Regions from separate parts of the Hordeum vulgare genome. Here region 1 is linked to region 2. Evidence: chromatin contacts called from public Hi-C data. All regions are on one chromosome and are shown on one strand. The core of a region is the stretch at or near the end of the contact, and the rest is flanking DNA. Distances in the headings are between cores, read along the strand shown.

The links. A called contact is a pair of places that touch in the nucleus more often than the background predicts.
Region 1: a contact with region 2 is called in a Hi-C map of seedling, with 6 times the contacts expected there. The contact joins the promoter of LOC123430246 here to the promoter of LOC123426635 in region 2. A contact is called at or near these places in 3 of 6 Hi-C or Micro-C datasets (leaf and seedling) and 1 of 1 datasets of contacts at active chromatin or transcription factors (embryo).

What each region holds. Positions count from the first base shown.
Region 1 is chr2H:455,667,392-455,672,982 of MorexV3_pseudomolecules_assembly, forward strand. It overlaps LOC123430246, which reads left to right and starts at 3,663. Exons shown (of 1, transcript XM_045114121.1): 1 at 3,663-5,514. The coding sequence starts at 4,185. The coding sequence ends at 5,216.
Region 2 is chr2H:455,445,121-455,451,046 of MorexV3_pseudomolecules_assembly, forward strand. LOC123426635 (histidinol dehydrogenase, chloroplastic) reads right to left here and starts at 2,517. Exons shown (of 15, transcript XM_045110496.1): 1 at 2,364-2,517; 2 at 2,163-2,288; 3 at 1,947-2,059; 4 at 1,807-1,859; 5 at 1,652-1,724; 6 at 1,242-1,343; 7 at 1,065-1,166; 8 at 902-973; 9 at 756-818; 10 at 625-666; 11 at 301-360; 12 at 86-196. The coding sequence starts at 2,262.

The DNA.
Region 1 (5,591 bases), core at 2,413-4,912, 220 kb after region 2:
TTTAGTAAACTACAAAAACCTAAACAACAAATGAGAACTACAAAACACATTTAAACTGAAAAAGTATTTTAGAATTACAACATAAACTACATTCACCACATTTGTCTAAATTTTAAGTTCACACACTTCATTCCCACAAACCAAAAAAGCATTCCAGTTCAAGCTCACAATCCACGCAAAAAAATGTAAATGCACGCACATATATAACACGACACTAAGAATACTTCTTACTACACTTAGAGAAACCTTCACCACACACATTCAAAACATAAAAAATATCTGCATGGAAATGGAATACACATCCGTCTTCGTCGCAGGAAAAACACACGGAAAAGGAAAACATGATTTGAGAAATATATACCCGAACTAAATTGAATTCTACATTACTCCACACACATTTCTCCCGTGTGGGTGGGTGAACCACCAAAAAAATACTATCAATCCTACGAATCTGGCCAGAAAAAACAAGAACAGCTCGAACCCTAGAACACGAATCACTACAAAAAAAGAACAAAGAAAACACAGAAGAAAAGGATACCAGAGACATATACCTTACTTCCAAGATAGTAGCCGCCACCGTCGTTGATCTACCTGCAACAGTAGCCGCCGCCGCCGTCGATCTCCCACATCGGGTTGTCTCAGCCGCCAGCCAAAAAAAAAAGAAACGAAACGGACTGATGGGGGGGTGAGGGGCCAAAACAAGAAAATAATAATGGGCTGGTGCGAGTGAAGGGGAGATGGACAACAAAAGAACGGGCAAACAACGGGGACAACACATGGGTCGCGCGTCGCTAAGCATTTGTCCACCTGGACAAAAATAGGAATCACGATGCGGCTCGATCCAACGGTTGAAAAAGTAAATGGGATCAATTTATTTTTCATTCAACTGAGTTTTATCAAAACCGTATATTATTTAACCGAGGGGTATCCAATGTGTATGGTAGAAAATGAAAAGCAAAACATGATCAATTCAGGTGAAGCTAGCCTGAAAGGAAATGTGAGTACTTGTCCTGGTCGTTGAAGAAACTTAGTCTCTATATCCAGACGAGTACGTGCACCTGATTGTACGAGTGGAGTACATACAAAAGACTAATTAGCGTCACCGCTCGTGGGTCAATGATTATGGTAGATCGAGCGAGCGATGGATGGATCGATCTATCACCCGGGGGAGGAGGACAATCACATGATATCGTACTTTGCCCGGCTTAGAGGCACGCTGATGCTGATTTAGTTTGATTTATTCTCTTGCAAGTGCACCGTGCACTGTGCACATGAATCTTGCGTGTCCCAACGGCCCGGGTAGGCGGTCACATGGCTCCGTTGCGCTGATTTCGCAGGGGCAAAAAGGCGTTCCGCGGCCGTATTTGTTTACCCGATGAAGCGTGCCGGCTTCGTGCTCGGGCGGTTGAAGGGAAGGCCAGGAAAAGAACGTGCCCGCCTGCCGAAACCCAACTCCGCGCCGAAACGCACCGTCCAACTGCGACGCGATGGTCCACGGGAGCGGCACTGCTGCGGAGCAGGAGGAGCACCCGCTGTTCCCTGCTTCACAGGCAACAGCGCCGCTCCCAATTTATTTACCCGCCAGGGCGCGGCGAGATCTGCAGCAGCAGCAGCAGCAGCACAGCTCCCGATTTTAATTCCGCGCAGCGCAGGCACATGCGGGGCCGAGGAGACGACGGAAGGTCCCGGTCTCGGCCCTGACACCTGCGAGATCGCGAGCGCCGCGACCGTACGCGGCGGCTTGCTGCTGGGTTTGCTTGCTCGGCTGCGGCTGCAGCTGCTTTGGCCTTTTCGGCAAAATCGACAAATATGACCATAGTAAAAATTTACAAACTGAACTACGTTTGAAAAAAATTCACTCAGCTGACCCTTTTGGGTGACGCCTCGGACGTTGCACATGTTGCAGTGTGACGCCGAGAGTTTAGGCGCCACACATGCACTTATGCTCGGCGCCACCCCGCTCTCCCGCGTCCCCGTCGTCGGTTCCCAGGTCTACTACTTCCCGCACTGCCACTCGGAGCAGTGCCCGACCCCGCCCCGCGCGCCCGCGCACAACCTCTTCCCCTGCACCGTCGCCGCCGTCCACCTCTTCGCCGACCCCAAGACCGACGAGCCCTTCGCTACCGTCTGCCTCGTCCCCGGACCCCACCGCGCCCCCGCGCCAGACCTCCCCCACGCCTCCGCGCGTCGCCCGGAGCCCACGGCGTTCCGCTACTACGCCAAGCAGCTCACGCAAAGCGACGCCAACAACGGCGGCGGCTTCTCGGTGCCCCGCTTCTGCGCCGAGCTCGTCTTCCCGCCGCTCGACTTCGAGGCCGACCCGCCCGTGCAGCGGCTCCGCATGACCGACCCGCTCGGCAAGCACTGGGACTTCCGCCACATCTACCGCGGCACCCCGCGCCGCCACCTGCTCACCACCGGCTGGAGCAAGTTCGTCAACGCCAAGCTGCTCGTCGCGGGCGACGCCGTCGTCTTTATGCGCCGCGCCGACGGGGAGCTGCTCACCGGGATCCGCCGCGCGCCCAGGTTCCCCGCCGTCTCCCAGCAGGGCCCCGAGCGACGGCCCCGCAACGCGTGCGCAGGTCCCACCCCAGGAGGTGGACGACACCGTGCGTCTCGCGGCCGAGGGCGCGCCATTCACCGTCACCTACTACCCGCGCCAGGGCTGTGCAAAAAAGACAAATCTGAGGCTTTTTTACACACGACACTATTCATCATTTCAGGTTATAAATTTGTCTTTTTTGTGCAGATCGTATTTCAAGGTATTTCATCCTAAATTTTTGCACACATACGGATAACATCCTTCTTTACTTTCATATTTTTTTTCAGATTTTTTCGATACCGAAAAGTTTGAATTTTGAATTATTCAAAAATTTCGGCCTCCATGGAGGCCGAGCTCCAAACGTCCGCTCTTGATTTTGCCGGCCTTTTCAGCTTTGGGGGCCCGAGTGCCGTCAACCGGGTCAGTGCAGTTATAGTGTACCGCAGGCGGCACAGACGCCATCTCATGTTTGAACGACCGTGACCGTCTACGTGCGAAATGGTCTCGGTTGGGAGTTGGGACCGCCTGCCTGCCGTGGCTGTTTTTCTTTTTTGAAAATATTTCCTGTGGCTGTTGAACGCAGACTCCCCGGCGGGCCGGTCGTGTCCGCGAACACCACCGGATTTTGTAACGATTTCTTGCTGTATCCCACCATTCCATCCATCACGCGATTCGGTTTCGACCGTGCAAGTCTTGTAAAAAAGAAAACAATTGGAATCCAGCGGAGTTTGTGGCCTCGACACGACCGGAGAAGATGACGGCAGTGCGCCCCTTCCATTAACGCGTCCGCGTGCGCCAAAATAATACGTACATGGTGCGAAGCCCGCAGCCCCCACAGGCCACTCGCTGCCGAGGCAAGCAAGAACTCATGTGTCGCTATCCAATCCCAAGGTCTGTTTACAGCGCTGCCGCGACACGAAGTTTTGGCTTGGCTGGTCGGTCCGTCCGTCCGTACGTTCCTAACTAGTGCATGGACGTGGCCCGTCTCGGACTGCTCGGCTGCCCTCCCTTTTCCCTTTTTCGTTCCTACAGCTACAGGTGCCGACCGTTTCGTTTCGGAAGTTTCAGCGGGCATTTAGGAAAGCAGTAAAGAAGGAAGGAAGAAGCTCGGTCATTTAGGCCTCCTTTTCCGTTCGTTGGTACGTTCGCAGTTGGATTGGAAGCCTCCCAACGAACGAACGAACGAAATACAAGAACATGACGCAGACATGATTGAATTTGCTTTGCTCTGCGCGCACCCATCGAATTTGTTCTCCACTATCCAGACCTACTCTACTCGTACTACTAGTACTAATAAAGCAGAAGCATCGGAGGGAATACATATCCGTAGTGGTTGAGGTCGAGCACAAGACATTGGAGGGGAAACCCCTGCCAAAGATTTTATACCTAGCTTGCGAGCACCAGCCTATTGCCTGTCAGCCTCTGGCTCCAGGCTTCCCAATTAAGAGATACCTTTCTCCTGCCATTACCGAACTTGCTTCATTCCCTTCCTACCGTCGCCTATTGCCCGTCGCCGTCTGCAAAATGCCATCCGCGCTCTAGCCAAACCCCAGAGGGATTCCTCGTGCTCGTGCTCCTGGCGTGGCGTGCCGTGCCGTGGGCGCACGTACGTAACGACGCCTCCACCTACTCATCACTGGGCATGAAGGACCTGGTGTCGTGCTTCAGCGGGCACGCCGTCAGGATCTCCGACGTCGCCTGCTCCGGCTCCGCGGGCGCAAATGCGGCCGTGGCGGCGGCGGCGATGGGGCCGGTGGACGGCGGGGGCAGGGCGGCGGGGATGAGCGCGGTCACCAGCGTGTACCGCTCGCGGCTCTCGGCGTCCGGGAAGGACCTGCTCGTGGACGTCACGTGGGCGCGGTCGCAGGACGGCCCCGCGCTCTCCGTCGCCGTCCACGACGCCGCCGCGGCCTCGCGCCACCAGCGCGCCGGCGGGGCCGCCGCCGCCGCCCCGCGGCACCTGCACAGGCGGAAGGGGAGCGGCACCTTCACCGCGGGCAGCTGCGTGGTGGGCGTGTTCTGGGACTACGCGGCGGCGCGCTACGGCGCGGGGCCCGAGCCCGTCTCCGGGTTCTACGTCGCCGTCGTCGCCGACGCCGAGTTCGTCCTCCTGCTCGGCGACATGAGCCGGGGCTACGTGGAGCGGCTGCACGGCGGGATACCGGTCGCCGAGTCGCGGATGGCGCGGCGGCGGGAGCGGTTCGTCGGGTGCGGGTGCTGGTCCACGAAAGCACGCTTCTTGGAGTCCGGCGCGGAGCACGAGATCGGCGTCGGGCTGGAGGGCGACACGGAGGCGTGGGTGACCGTGGACGGAAGGAAGGTGGTGCAGCTCCGGCGCCTGCGGTGGAACTTCCGCGGCAGCCACACCCTCATCCTCGACGGCGGCGCGCCGGTGGACATGACGTGGGACCTCCACGGCTGGCTCTTCCACGCGATCGACCCCTCCGCCTCGTCGTCCAGCGCCGTCTTCACGTTCCACGCGCGCGGCGCGTCGGAGACGAGGCTGTGGACGGACGACGACGACGGCGCCGCCAGCAGCGACGACAGCGACAAGGAACACGAGAAGCCTCTGGCGCCGGCGCCGGCGCGCGGCCAGCGACAGAAGCAGGGGCCGTCAGGGCAGGGGTTCTGCCTGCTGATTCAAGGCTTCAGGAGCTCCTCCAAGATCACCTGATCTGTACATTCCGCCACAAGATTTCACCAATCTTTTTTCATCTTCTTCTTGGTTTGCGTGCTTGGAAATGAAATTTAGGATGGATGTACTGATTGATGCCGGTTGTGAATTGATCCGATGCTTCACAGAATCACAGGAACGTGAGGCTGTGAATGGTAGTTTTACTGGTCTAAACATTAGTAGACGTGGGGAAGTTCATTGACATTGTTTTTTTTTTGGCTTGCGCGCTGATTTGATTGACACCTGACTGTGAATGTGTTGTGGATTTCAGAAATATACAGCAAAAGTTGCAACATTACATTTTGTGTCAACTGTTTGCTCCTTTTCATTACACTGTTGGGTAAGCTGCTTTGCACCCTTAGAACCGAATTTGGG
Region 2 (5,926 bases), core at 1,267-3,766:
AGTTATCCTCAGGTTTAATGAACAATAGTCAACTCAACCTACACACTCTGGCATTACAGAGCAGAGTAACAGGAAGGGAACATACCTGAGATAGCAGATCAGCGGCAACATGAACTGGGTTGGCATATTTGTCAGCAATTACCAGAACTTCTGAAGGGCCAGCAGGCATGTCTATAGAGACCATAGCTTCGCTGTTCTGCAGTCAAATAAGAATAAGAACCACAAAAAGGAATGCACAGAAAGAAGATGCCGGAAAAGGCAGATACAGGTTATGATTTACACAGAAAGAGCAGAATAGACCTGAAGAATCATTTTAGCAGCTGTGACATACTGGTTGCCAGGACCAAATATTTTCTCAACCTGCCAAGCGAGTTACAAAGATAGAATGAGGAACAATCTTTGCATCTAACGAGTGCACACGCCTACATTTGCATAGACATTTTGAGCAGGTTATGAACTGCAAAGAGCATGATATGACTCCACAGAAGTGCTCAACTCAATGAAGTTTTATTTACAGTCCTTTAACAAGTGCATCTCAATACATTGTACAAGTTTCATGATCAAGACATAAAATGCCCTACGGATTTTGAACAAGTAAATCATAGTGGAATAGATCTTGAGCACCTTTGGGCATGATGCAGTTCCCCATGCCATAGCGGAGATTGCCTGAAAGTAGAGAACATTTAAAATAATTGAAGGACATCGATAACATTGAACTACATAGAAACAAACAATATCTCAAAATATCCTTATACCTGAGCGCCACCAGCTTTTAGTATGTGTGTAACACCAGCTTTCTTGGCACAGTACAAAACCTCCTGCACAAAATAGGAATAATGTTCAGATTTCTTCAATTTCACCTTACAAAAACAGCAGCATTTCCATGCCCCACAAAGCGTACCTTACATATGCTACCATCACGACTAGGGGGTGTGGCAAGAACTACAGTTTTGCATCCAGCAATCTGCGCAGGCTGTTAAAAAAGAGAATCCACATGAGAAATTTAAGACAATGAATAACTGCAGGTATCTTAGTATAGAGTATTTGAATAAACATGAGCATACCACAGCAAGCATCAATGCAGTTGAAGGCAAGACTGCAGTGCCCCCTGGAACATACAGCCCGACAGAACCAATGCATCTAGTTATCCTTTTACATCTCACACCCTTCACAAATAAGCATAAGCATATAGAAAGGCCAAAACGTAAATGGGGGCATCAAAGCATCTCTTATTCTCTTACTTTCATATTCTCCACTGTCTTTTCTGGCGACTTTTGTGAAACATGGAAGGCATAAATATTGTCATATGCCACATCAAAGGCTTCCTTCACAGCTGGATCAAGCTGCAAATTTGATGAAGGTAAGACAGCCAAAATCATCTAGCAAATGAAAAAAAAACATCTGAATCTGGACACAAAATATACTGACATCAGGTGTACTTATTTCTAAGGATTAGAAACATCTGAACGCAAGTAGATAAAACCTAGAATGGAATGGCGAGCTGCAACTGAAGAAATAAGGAACCAAACAAGCCATGTATGATATATCAACATGGCATGTGGAGAGAAAAAACTGAAAATTATCTGCTTGTGACTTCGGTTAAATTAACAAGACAAGTGCAGAACGTAAATGCACATCACAAGATGGGTACCTCTGCATCTGGGAGATCCCTAACACGCACAACAGCATTATCGAGAGTGACCTTGTCAAACTTTTCTGTATAACTGAACAGACCATGTACAACAAAGTAAGAAAAGTTCTGCAATAGGCCATGAACAGAACGTTCAAACAGTACACAACACTTACTCCTTAACCGCAGCATCACCTCTGGCTCGCACATCTTCAACAATCGGATTCACCTAATCCCACAAATCAAAATCCCATGGATGTCAGACTAGGGCACAATTTCAACTCCATACCCATGAATAACCTCACTATTATCTTACCGTGCTGAAAATGGAGGTGAAATCAATGCGAGGGCGCGCCTTGAGGCCGCTAACCTCGGCATCGCTGAGATCGGACAGCCTATAGGACTTCATCGCGCAGCTAACACCCAACACTGAAACAACCAAGTAGGCAAATTACAGTCCAGAGAATCTTATCCAACTAGCTTAGGAACCAAAGGCTAACAACAACAGAATACGCAAGTCAAAAGCTCGCACCTTTGGATTTGGGGACCCCGGAGGAGGCAAGACAGAGCCGGTAACCGCGACCGAGGCTGGTACCGCCGGCGAGCTGAGGCGGAGCGCGCAAGCTGCCCATCAACAGAGCCCGATTCAATTCTGTTTCTGGGGCGTTGGAGAATCAGAAGCATGGGGGAAGATACGCTATGGTTAAGCCGAACGGAAGGTAGGGAGACGAACCGAAACCAAACGGCGGCGGTGAAGGGTTTCTACGGCCGGCGGCAAAGCGACGCTGTGAAGGAGGTCGCCGATGTCCGTGACCGTGGTCTACTGTGCTGAGTGCTCCGGCAAAGGAGGCGCCGTCTCAAGGGATGGGGAAAACGAGAGAGTGGCGGCGCTGGATAGGCCGTAGGTGGCGATGCTTATTTTGATGGGCCGAGCCTAGGCGGCCCGAGTGCTGCCACACACATTTGCAGTTCGGACGGTGGGCTCAACATCTTGGCTCAATCCGGTTGCAAAAACACACTTAAAAATAAGGGAAAAGATTACCATCACCTGGCGGATCGTAGCGTCCCATCCGTCACCTTTCTTGCATGACACACATTCAAGTGAGGACCATACCATCATTCGTCGGACGCGTTGGTGCAACATGGAGTATGTTTTTAAAATATATACGGTGTTGCAATTATTTACAACAGGTTTATGTTTTGCAATAAAATCTTTGTTATGAATTTTTTTATAACAAGACCTCGGTTGTAAAAAAATATCTGCAACAAAAATCTAAGTTATAATTCTTTTATAACAAAACAGTTGTTGCAAAAAAATCTGCAACAAGAAAAATGTTGCAGATATAATTTTGCAACAAGACCTGTGTTGCAATGATTAAGATGCGGCTCGCTCGATGCGGGAAATCTAACTGCTCGCGAGCTGGCTAATATTTCAAAAAGATCAGCCAATGAAGGTGTAACACGCCCCTAAAAATAAATCATTTTTGCTATAAATGTTTTAAAATGTAGTCTTGAAATATAGGAGTGGGGCATTTTCAAGACCGAGCTACACGGAGGCCTTGATTTTTCTATTTTTTAAAATTCAAATTTTTTTAGTTTCAAAAAGATCTGGAGAAAATACACAGGTATACAAGGATGCAATGTGTATGTGTGTAAATTTTCAGATCAAATAACTTCAATTGTAAGCTGCGCAAAAAAACATGGACTTTGAAGATGAACAATGCATATGCTAAAAAGCCCGGATTTACTTTTGTATAGCTCCCATTGAACGTATTTTCACCTGAAAATTTACACACATCTACATCATCTCTCTAGGTTTGAACTATTTTTTTGGCTAAAAATTTACACACATCTACACCTACATCAGTCTAAAAAGCCTGCAATTTTTTCAGAATTTTTCCAAACTATTTTTTTGAGTTTGAAGTTTCATATTAAAACCTCCATGAAGTTCGGCCTCCATTTGGAATTTTCATAAAAGAAAAAAACCTTATAAAATATTGAAATGGGTGAAAACTGACTGATACAAAAGATACATCTACAACATTTTGCGGTGTTTACCCTAACACAATATACGGTCTAGGTTTAGGAGAGTGCATTTTTGGAACATGGATACATTGGAGGACTTTATTTTAAATAGTTTAAAAATCAGATTTAAATTTTCAATGAATAAATCCGAACAGAATTCTACATGATCATATGATTGGATATTATACATGTGTAAAGTTTGGTGATGAAACAAGTAAACATGTGAGCTATACAAAAATGACAAAAAGACAATTTCTTAATAGTGAATAATACATGCATTGTTCATCTTTTTAAATTCATGATTTTATCATTTCTGTGTAACTCACATGGTTACTTGTTTCATCATCAAAATTTTCACATGTGTAACATACATACATATGAACATGTGAAATTGTTTTTAGAATTTTTTGAAACATCAAAATACCATTTTGACACTATTCAAAATAAAGGGCTCCAATGCACCCGTCCATCAAAGTGACTTTTTGCTAGGTTTAGGCTCTTTTTGGCATCGTCACAAAAATAGCCCCATTTCAAACAAGTCTTAGTGGAATATTTACAATTTTTCTCATAGAGTTTACTAGACTCGCAATTATTAAAAAATGTTTTATCTCTGCTCCTAGACATCAACCAACAACCCGCTTTCTTCCCCATAGGAAATATCCATTGTTGCTTTCTCATAATATCTATAGCCAGATTTGAAAAATCCAGCACCTCAAACTTCCGTGGACCCGTTCAGGCATTTGCGCGGAGGCATCTAAACAACCCCTCATATCTCGGACCCGACAACCATATACCTCAAATCGGAGTCTCAAATCCATGAAAATTTATGCATGTCCATCATACATGCTAATGCATCACATAAATAGCAAATGTTGGTACCAAAAAATACATAGTTCTTATATAAAATTAATTTTAGGTGCACAATTTAAATATTAGCTCATTCCATTGTGGATCCACATATGCTCAACAAGATTACTGAGTAGTTGCATGCACCTCATGATCTCAAAGATTCTCATGCCGGTTCATAAGCTTGGATTAGCAGAGATCCTCATGTTTGAACCTTTTTTCGTTCAAATTTTAGATCTCTAGAGCTCCAATGAAATTTGGTGAATAAGAAAACTTGGTCTTATGATGTACTGCTCCGTACGGAAATACTTGTCATAGGAACAAATATATCTAGATGTATTTTAATTCTGGATATATCCATTTTTATACATTTGTGCCACAAGTAATTCTGGACGGAGGTAGTACATTTTTTAATGTAACTCTTTGTTTGCCAAAAATCATTTAGTAAAGGAGTGCAACATTTTTGTTGTCCTATGACTATGTTCATGATTTTTCTTTGCACACAATAAAGGGGTCTTGGCTACAGAGGTGAGACCCACATGTCCGGGAACATATTCTTTCCGTGTAGAATCATTTTTATTTCAGCTTCATTAGATGCAGATATTCATTAGATTACATTTTAGCTAGATTTTGTTTTTGTTTTTTCTGTTATGTTTTCTTAGGTATGCTTGCTCTTCTTAAATGCCTTGATGGTTTAGATGAAATGCTAGATTTTGATTTTGATTTTTGTGCGATGGTTTTTGTGCATTTGAATTTGACATGTCCCTTATCTTCGAGGTTATTCTATATTATTCTTAAGGTTTTTTTGAATTTAATATGCTCCAAAAGGAAACTAGGAGGGTCCCCATCTATCTCTCGAATGCCTTTTTCATCTTTAGTAATAAAAATTGATCATGAGTAGGCATTTTTCCTTATATTAATCTAGACAGAAGGAAGTTTCCAATACTGACATCATGATATGTTTGAAATGTTCAGGTGAACATACAATTGTTGTACCAACTATGGAACCCCAAAGGAAGAGCAAGGACGCCAACTATTGGATTGAGCAATGACACCAACCCCAAAGGACACAACTATGTATCTAACTATCTATAAGCAATGAGAGTTTAATAGAGACATTCCGTTCCGAATCATTTTCCTAAGAACAACCTCGACTTTGATCACTAGAAAATAATGTCCAACTCCAAGAATGCATGGAGAAAAGCAAACAGTCTGAGATGTTAGGCACAACAAGTTGCTTTGACAAGAGGCGCAATGTCGATTTAAAGTAACATGACTTTAATTTTCCCTACTACTATAAGTAGTTAGATCACCACATAGTGCTCCATGAAAGATATAACCTTTTCCGGATTTCCTAAAATGACACCATGATGTCTTTGCTAATTGGATGTAGGACCTAATATATTGACTTGATATCTGTATACC